Linked DNA regions of Ovis aries: region 1 is linked to region 2. Evidence: chromatin contacts called from public Hi-C data. All regions are on one chromosome and are shown on one strand. Each heading gives the region's core, a stretch centred on a gene start, on an enhancer-like site or on the middle of the called end of the contact. The rest is flanking DNA. Distances are from core to core; before and after follow the strand shown. Region 1 has its middle 150 kb from the start of ARHGAP42. Region 2 overlaps ARHGAP42 (Rho GTPase activating protein 42).

Region 1 (4,802 bases), core at 580-3,079, 340 kb before region 2:
CGAGGAAAGAAAAGAGTATGGGCTGCTCTGGGCTCTCAGCAGCAGCTGTTGGGTGTGTCTACCCTAGAGCTCACGAGTATTCAGTGGGTGGGAGGAACTCTATGCGCAGACAATTTCATCACAGAGTTATCTGCAATAGATAGGGGGTGGGGGGTGGAAAGGATCCAAGTGTGCAACAGTCACCCCTACTAGTTAAGTCAATTTTTGCAAATATATAACAATGAGTTACTGTGAGACCATTTCAAATGTTTATGAAAAGCTCTGTGAAAACATGGGAAATGCTTATGGTAAATATAATGTGGAATGTACTTTATAAAATGTAAAAACCTATGCATAACAAAGCTATCATTTGTGATAAAAGTGGAAAACGTATACACATCATATTTACGTGACTGTATTTAAAGTATCTGTTGAAGGATACACAAAAATTAATCAGTGGTTATCTATTGGGATTAGGGGTAGAACTGAACAGATATCATGCACAAATGGGCAAAATAATTTGTCATATATCTTTTCTTAATTTTTTAACAATAAGACTGTATTACTTTTTCAAAACATCATACATGTATATATATGTGTGTGTGTGTGCATATATATATGCATACATTAATGAAAGGCAATATACCAAGATAGTTAAGAGTAGATAATTTTCTTATTTCCACATGTCATCCAGATATCCTCTAAAGAAAAAAATATATATATTTCTTTGACAAGAGAGGAAGCCAAATATTTTGTCCTTTTCTTTTTTTTAAACTAACTCCTTGTCAGACAAGTAGAGTGAATAAAGTTCTAAGAAAGGAGAAGAAAAGTATCATTCGTGGAGTTTCAAAGAAGTGTCAATAACCATGCCAAGGATATCACAAGCTTTTCTCTTGGGCAGCCAAGCCAGAGCATCAGGAAGGACAGAACACTGTTTCCATGAGGCTCTGTCATATACGGCTATAGACTGTGCTCCTCAAACCTGATTATCTGCATCAGTTACTTGGGAACCTGGTCAAAAAGCAGATTCCAGTTCTAAAGATCTAGGGAGGGGGGTAGGGGGGGTGGGGGCTGTGATTCTGCATTTTCAACAATCTCCCAAGTGATACTGGACACTGCTAACCAGCAGACCATGCTTTTGAGTAGCAAAGTTCTGCTGTCAGTCCTCCTAACTGCTGTAGGAATCTATATAAATACTTCTAATGCAGCTGAGTCCCCACTTGGAACTGGACCTCAGAGCGGCCCACAGGCAGAAATGATTAGCGATATTATTTTACTTAAAACTTTTAATTTAGAGAAAAATAAAAATAAATAAGAGATATCAAACAAAAAGATGTATTTTTATGGCCCTTGAAACGTCTTGTAAAACAGCTTGGTAAAACTTGGCTGCTTTGGAAAGACAAGTACCCTGCCATCCCAGCCTGGACTGGGTCTTTAATAGCACTTAGGTGGAGGAAGAAATTCTCCTTCCCGTGGAATTAGGAGTCCTCCGCAGCCAGATATGGTGCCACTGAGACATTTAGCTTCCAGCCTAAGCTCGGACATTTGGAAGCAGCATTCCTTCGGCCGGTCATTTCCTCCTCCGAGCATCCAGATTCCTCGTCTAAAGTGTGGCAGCTGAGCGGCTGGTGAGAGTGTCTGTGCGGGGACTTCTGAAGCTGATGCAGCTGATTGGACACTGCGGAGGCCTGCCGCGTGTGCACTCTGTCCTCAGAGCCTTCGGGAGGACGGAAGGAGAATAGCACAAGGCTACGCCGGGGGACCTGCGCAAGAGGACGAGGAGAACCCTACAGTTCACGTTAACAATTGGCCAAATGATGTTTAACTATGTGCAGCTGCCAGATTAAGGCAAATTTCAATTACTGTCACCAGCAGAAGAGAGTCATTCCAAAAAGCCAGGCAGGACCTCTGTTTACTCTTCAAACAAATGGTTGGGTTTAGCAAACAAAGCTTTGATTAGAGGCCATTATGGAATATCGGTTATTGCGAGTGTTTAAATTTTTATAGATCTGCTTGAATTTTATTACATAAGCATTCCACGTCTGTGACTAAAACTCAGGGCTTTCATATGCTAAGGCCTGTGATCAAAGCATAAAATGTGATTCTCATTAACACTTCCTCTTGAAATTAATAATTACTACTATTACTTATTAAGTAATCCCTTCTGTGCCAGGTGCGTTACATTGTCTCCATTTACTCTCACAGCAACGGCAATGAGATAGATATTGCTATGCCCATTTTATAAATAAGAAAGCAGACTCAGGAGGTTAATTAACTGGGCAGAGGTTGTATGGTTGGTTGAGCTCGATTTTGAACTCTGCTCTGACTTCTTGGCTCTTAACCTCTAGCTCATTTAAAGCAGAAACAAAGGACAGACGTGAATTTGCCAGCTGTTCATCACTCAGAAATCACCTGGTATTCCACCTATAACTACCACACACACAGTAAAGTGTGAACTCAATCTGTGAGCAGCCATGCCTGTATCACATACTTGGTGAGAAGAGTCACAGAGTGAGTGACACGTCAGGTACTTTCAGAATATTTGTCAAAGAATGGATAATCTGGTGTACAATCTTTTTTATATTATCAGTTTTATACTTCTCTTTTGATCCGTATAGTTAATGTTTCAATATGTATCCAAATAAGTATGTTTGCTGTCGTATGGTAGATATTGGATATCTATGAATTCAGTAATTTCCTGTGCATGCTTAATTTGAAGGTCATAAGTCTGTGCTCAGGTCTTTTCTGATTGTTTTTTAAATACAAAGTTAACAGACTGATAAATAATCTGTGATTATATTTCATAGGTACCATAGTGACATCTTGTGGGGAAAACATGGTGAATTGCTACTGTGCATTTCCGAATGCTGCAGAACTACTTTGTCTCCTTATGAAGTGGAAATGCTCATCAGACTCCATTTGATGATAGAAATACAATTTGGTCCTATACGAATTTAAGATAACAGCGTTTCATACCCATTTCCAATACACTGAAAAATAATAAACTCTTTCTGAGTCATGAGCGGTCTAAACTGATGGAGTTGTGGGACATGATACTGAAAGAAACACTGCGTGAGTTTTATAACTGTGGACATTTAAAAAGTTATCTTGTTTCTGTTTTCAAAATGTAAATAAAAATTTCCCCTGGGGATGGTTCAAACTAATTTAATGTAAAAGCAGAGAGTATTAAATTTTCTCCATGATAGAATTCTTATTTCCCCAGGATATCTTTTAAAGGATTCAAAAAATCAAGATGTATTAGCACAAGATTTTCTACCAAGTACAAAGCAAGTAACATTATTTATTGAGTGCTCACTATGTACAAGGTATTATGAAAACTTGCTCTTTTTTTCCCCTTACTAAAACCTATTGCTTTTATCAGCTGGCTAGAGAATGTTTGTTAATGAGGCTAAGGGTTGATTTTATTCACATGGGCATGGGTTTTCTTGTTTTCCTTCCTGGTAGATACAGTTGACCCTAGATAACTAAGAAGGACTGACTCCAGGGCACACACACACACACATACCTTCCCCCACGGATACCAAAATCCACAGATACTCAAGTCCCTTATATAAAATGACAAAGGACAGTTGGCTGTCAATACCTGCAAGTTCAACACTGCAGATCAAAATCCATAGATGGGGAAACTGCAGTTATGGAGGGCTGACTGTAGTATGGCATCGTGGAAAGACAGTGGTCTTTTAAAGCAAATATTGAATGTTTTTCTTTTCTCTCTCTTGAACCAGATCCTAAATACACACACATTTTTTTCTTTACTCTCTTATTTATCAATTATATGTGTGTATTCTTTTACTAGTATCTTTTAATACTATGAGATATTTTTAAAGTTATTACCTTAACCTGGGAAGACAAAGCAAATATTCTACCTTTTTATTATATTTAATCTATATAATGTCAGAACAGATGTATTTACTGACTGTTAAAGGGCCACTACCAGATAAACTCATTTTCACCCCCTTTATTATCTACTTACTATTTATCACCACTAGAGGGCATCTGAAAACTGAGCTAAGTACAACTTAATGTCGTGAGTAAAATAAGCCAAAAATAAGACTACATGTTCCACCAAAAAAACTAATTGTTGTTTTGCAGCATAGATATTCAAAACTTGTTTGATGGTACTCTTATAATAAAGTTAGTAAATATGCATGCACTTCCTACTAAAATGTTGAATTAAAACACTTCCTTTTCTTTTCAGTACAGTGGAACAGTTAATTCTGTAGAATTAAATTTGCAAGTGCCAAGTATAATAATGGCAATAATGCATCAAATTGCATTTTCGACCACACCTGCCTACATTTTAAAAGTTGGTACACAATTACAAGCAATTAAACATCTAGAAATGAATGCAGAATTAGCTAGATAAGACTGGTCTCAATTATTATCACAGATCTCTGGTAGGTAATCGCTTTTAGCGTATTTCACCCAACAATGTCTTCAGTACCTACTGTGGGTCATTGTCAGTGTTCCGGATTCACTGTCAAGGAGCTCTTCTAGGGCGAAAGGTAGACAAGCAGATAGGGAGATGGGCTGTAATCATCAGTGTGCTGATGGAGTATACAGCACGAGCTGGGAATCAGAACTCGGAGGGAGAGCTCCAGACCCTCCAGGTAGGTTCCTTTTCCTGGTTGGTGCCTAATCCACACCACAGAGACCCCGGACAAAGATAAGGGCTGACAGGCAGGTGTGGTTTCAAGTCCTTTCCCATTCTCTCACTAGCCCTATGACCCAAGGCAAGCCTTTCAGCCTCTCCAAGCTCTGATTCTCCCTAAATAAAGGAGTACTAACACCGGCCCAGCCTA
Region 2 (4,790 bases), core at 333-2,832:
ATTGCTTTTTAAATCTTGATAAAGTCACCAGTGTTGTACCCCAGATTCAGATTTTTAATTATGGTTTCTTAGCATTTTGTATGTTATTTTCCATTATTTTTCAGTTGTAACAGTAACCCTTTTAAACCTACCTAAATTTTAAATACCTTCTTTACTTCACACGTGGATTACATCAGAATTGGAGAATTTCATCCATGTGATCGACCAGTGTGTTGGGATAAAAGGCATTCGTCCCGTAGGGGGTGTTCAAAGCTGAGAGTCAGGAGCAGACAGTTGGGTTGTAAATCCACTTTGCGCCCTTTGAGTGTTGGCATTCCTATTTTGATCTCTTGAATTTAGATTCACATATTGTGAACAGCAGCCCATTGACTGCATACAAGAGAAGCATCATATGTCAGATGTAAAGCCACACATATGTTATTATGGTTTATGGAAAAATGTAGGTTCCTGTTATCTACCACTGCAGATAGGTACTCTGAAAAAGTTTCTGTTAAATTTATTTGGATTTCAATTTCTCCCTCTTGAATAACTACCTTTTAAATCATCTTGGAAATTCTCAGACCGCTGAGGATGGCTCTGAACTCAGTAGTTGACACTGTGAATTCTGTGATGAAACAAACATTTATTGAAAGCCTGCCATATGCCGAATCTATGCTTGTGATTTTTAAAATATGTGTATTTTTCCTTTGATTTTTATGAAATTCTTAAGAGATACAGAGATGAAGGCATTGAGTCTTAGCAGGTTAGGTGCTGAGATCCGAAATGGAACAGGGTCTAACTTCAGCATTCACATTCTTAATATATTCCAGATGATTGTTAGGTTTTGAACTTCATTACTCATATGAAATCAACTTTAATCTAGATATTGTGAAGGGCTTAGCATAGTACTTGGCATGCATTAAACACTCAACAAATCATATCTCTTGTTATCTCTATCACTCCATTGGATGTTTTTCTTCCCCTTCTTTTTTTTTTTTTTTTTCCTGTTTAGTACCTCTGGAACTTATGTTTTTATTCCCTAAGTTTCACATTAATAGAATGAGAGCAGGGGGAAGAAAGAAAAAAATTGAGCAAATCCAAAACAAAAGAAAGAGATGAAGAAATATGGACAAACTAGAGATAGGAAGTAATGCTTGCCCCACTGGGTGGTTGTTAATTATCACATTTGGCTCAAGTTTATATTCTCACGTTTTGTTTCATTCCCAGGCCATATTTACATAACAGCCAGAGAATAGTTGTGGCAGAGATTTAAACGATTGGGTATGAATGTGAGTGCTAGCGTCTTAGCATATGGATCCGCCATCCACTCTTTTGTCTGGTCTTTTCCCAATTAAAAAACATTTCATCCGTATTGACTAGTTCCATGTTTTGAAGTGGGATACTGTGCTATGATATTTCCGTGAATCTTTCATGGTATCAAAAGTAATAGGTCCAAAGTGAAATTCGTTGTCATTACTCTTTCTCTACCAGACATGCTCCCTGCCTCATTTACCCTAGTTCTTAAAGCTATGCTGGAGTTCCAGTGCCTGAGGCTGAAAACTTGGTGTCACCTTTGATTCCTCCGCCTCTGCAGTTCCATGCTACCCGTCTGTCAACACCACAGGCCTCTGACCTAGTTGTCTCTTCAAACTTGTGTTCTTCTCCCAGCCATTCACCTGGCATATCTTGTCCTTATCTCTTCATTCTCAAAGTATCCTGCATATTACTTCCTAGAACAAGTTTTTACATTAATCTTCTCTTTAGAAACCAGCAGTGATTCCATATTCAGGTAACTTTGCTTAGATTATGGGTATTCTTTCCTTATTGCAGTTAAATTTCCTAATAGTAATTACACACTTTTCTCCAGTTAGATAATGTCAGTAGCTAATAACACATGGAACCTGCCGTGTGCCAAAACTTTTCAACATACTTTGTATGCACTGTGCCATTTCCATTTTTAAAAAGGTAACTGAAGGCCTGTAACTTGGTTGGCACTCACAGTCAGGATGGACTGTTAATGAGCGTGTAGTAAATGCTTCTATTTTTCCCTGTGCTGAACCCCTCCCGCACCACCCCCCCACCCCCGCCTCATATTTGCGTAATTGTCTCTTGCCTTTTTTATGGTGATGCCTGTTCCTAGGATATTTTTTTCTCTTTGGTGTATCCAGTTCATATCCACTTCCTGTTTACCTCTATCCAATACTTCCTGTTCACTATCCAAATACCACCTTGACTTATTTAGTTCTCATGGATCTTTTCCGTTGTCAAAATTCTGATGTGTTTGGGATGAATTCTGCATAGTTAATCATGTAACTATTCTCAGTGTACTGTGATCAGTTTTGTCTCAAATTTTCCGAAAACTTTAGCAGGACTTTATGACATTAAATACTTGTTGAGTGAATATTTTTTCCCCCTTTTCACAAGTAGGCATCAACTTTCATGCCTTAGTTTTTTTTCCCTTCCCCATGTAGCTCAATAGTGTGCTCCGCACATATATAAGCACCTAGTGATTGAATGTGGGAGTGTCTAGGCCATCTGTCTTTTGTCACTGTCAAAGGAAAATACCTTCTCATAATGTGCACATAGATATCCTTCAACCAAAAGGGTAGTATAGAAGAATTGGATATGCAGGTGTATCAGGTATATCATTACAGATGGATATATGTCATATATGTTTATTTGGAGATATTAAAAGCTGTAAGTTTTGAGTACTTTCCGGATGTAAGGCACTGAACTAAGTGTTTCACATTCATTATCTTCATCCTTAAAATCAAGTTGTTAGGTGATACAGCTGGTGATCAGAATGTTTAAATAGCGATTCATAAGCTATGGAACTGTGTTGAAATCAGCCGTTCTTGATTTTAAATACATGTACTTAAGACTTGTGCTGCCTATCTTCTCATTCAGCCTCATTGTTTGAGTTTTCACCACTTGAGAACTATCTCTTTGTTTAAAATCATTGCCTTTAAATACATTAGGTCATGCTGGTTTCCAGCATAAAGCAAACATTCGGTAACTGTTGGCCTTTATTGTTGCTATTTTTCCAAATTACACTAAAGTGTCCATGACGCTGTCTTTCCTTATGTGAACTTTAAAGGCAGAATCCGTTATTTAATACCTCTGTAACATCTGGAGAAATATATATGTATGTGTTTCAATGTATTTGGAGTTTCACTAGGGCAAAGAGGATTTAGAGGGTGAGAATTAAAAGTGAGCTACTTTGCTACTGTTCCCAGTCATCTTTCTGTAGTAAAATGCCTGCCCAGTGTATCTGGATGAATGCCTGTCCGAGCTCACAAAAAGGGCTGTAGGTGACTGATGGCAGAGGTATCTGTGCTGGCTCTCAATGTCTTGGGAAGGATTTTGAGTATTGATCTACTTTGTATGTTTTCACAATAGAGGATTTTAGGTACTTTTTTCAAGAGGTCATCTCATTTTCCTACAATTGGAAAATGACAGAATCATGGGAAGCATTATTTAGTTTTTATTTTTGTGGTTACTGTCTTTGTGTGTTAGGTAGATTATGGAATTTAAGAAATACAGCTTGACTGGAGAATAACCAGTTTAGTGAAAATAATAGAAAGTAAAACCCATTTTTTGAAATTTTAAAATTGTGATATAATGTCAAACTTATTTGAAATTATAAGAATAATATAAGGAGCTCCTGTATATGTTTTAACCTATTTAAAATAGTGACTAATTTGAAAAAATAGATTTTTCTCTTCATCTTAGCGTTTGCTAACTATGTAGTAGGTCATAGTATTATCACAGCGGTAGAATGAATGGTAATTTTGTTAACTGGGCCTACCTTTCCCCCACTCAACTTTGTTGGGATATAATTGATATTATGTAAGTTTAAATTGTACAATATGTTGGTTTGAAGCATTTATGTATTGCAAAATGATTAATACCATGACATTAGCTAATACCTCCATCTTGCCACATTATTATTTCCTTTTGTCATGAAAACATTAAAGATCCTATGTTTAATGTTAATACTTTTTAAAGTGATTTTTTTTAAAAATCAAGATTTCCTTCCAGCATGTTGCTTTCCTTAAAAATATGTCTTCTGAATCCAGTCATTGCCCCGACCCAGCTTGAACCCCCTCACAGTATTCTTACAGATTGATTTAAAGATTTATCTGTTTGAAAGTTTAAGTGAAATCCAATTTGGAGTTTTGGACTAAAACGCTGTTCATTGAAATAAAATCAGTTACTGTTTTAGTGTGGTTGGAAATGTTATGAGAATATGCAGGCAAACCCAAGTATAAGGAATCTAATTAAATAGGGAAAAAATAAGCCTGATTTTAGTTTGCAGCTGTACAATTATAATATTCTAGTGGCAAGACAGAAGGCTTTTATATGGCTCAATTTTCAAATGATGCTTGAACTGACTACATTAAACCAGTATAATTAAAGGTATCTTAAAATTTAATGTCTGATGTGTAGTTAAATTTTAGAATATGAACGTTAAATATTTAAGATCTCACCATGTGTATTTGTTTTCACATTAGTCACATTATTGCTAGGATCAAGTGAAATAATTTGTGAAAATTTAATTATAAAGTAGAAAAAGACTATATGACATGTGTGAGGTATTTTTTATTTCATTTATAGATGCAAAAGGGAACAAAAACTGTTTTTAAGTAAGTAGAATAAGGGAGATATCGTTTTTTCAATATTGTTTGCATGAATTATACAGAATTTAATGTATTTGTATTTTTAATTTCAGATTCAAAATGCTAATGATGTATTAATTGCACCACTTGAGAAATTTCGCAAAGAACAAATAGGTGCAGCAAAAGTAAGTA

What was found. Hi-C and Micro-C count contacts between places; a contact is called where the count stands out from the background.
Region 1: a Hi-C map of liver shows a contact between it and region 2, with 6 times the contacts expected there. The contact joins two enhancer-like sites. A contact is called at or near these places in 6 of 16 Hi-C or Micro-C datasets (hypothalamus, liver, mixed tissues and 2 more).

The regions. Positions count from the first base shown.
Region 1 is chr15:8,159,123-8,163,924 of ARS-UI_Ramb_v3.0, reverse strand. No RefSeq gene overlaps it. Among named protein-coding and RNA genes, the nearest start is that of ARHGAP42, 150 kb to the right of the region's middle. Within about 2 kb of position 1,829, at least 2 of the 54 cell types and tissues checked have an H3K27ac peak or open chromatin away from gene starts, as enhancers often do. A contact at or near this core is called in liver, where this site is marked.
Region 2 is chr15:7,821,958-7,826,747 of ARS-UI_Ramb_v3.0, reverse strand. ARHGAP42 (Rho GTPase activating protein 42) reads left to right here. Exons shown (of 24, transcript XM_004015979.6): 4 at 4,712-4,783. Among named protein-coding and RNA genes, the nearest start is that of ARHGAP42, 190 kb to the left of the region's middle. Within about 2 kb of position 1,582, at least 3 of the 54 cell types and tissues checked have an H3K27ac peak or open chromatin away from gene starts, as enhancers often do. A contact at or near this core is called in liver, where this site is marked.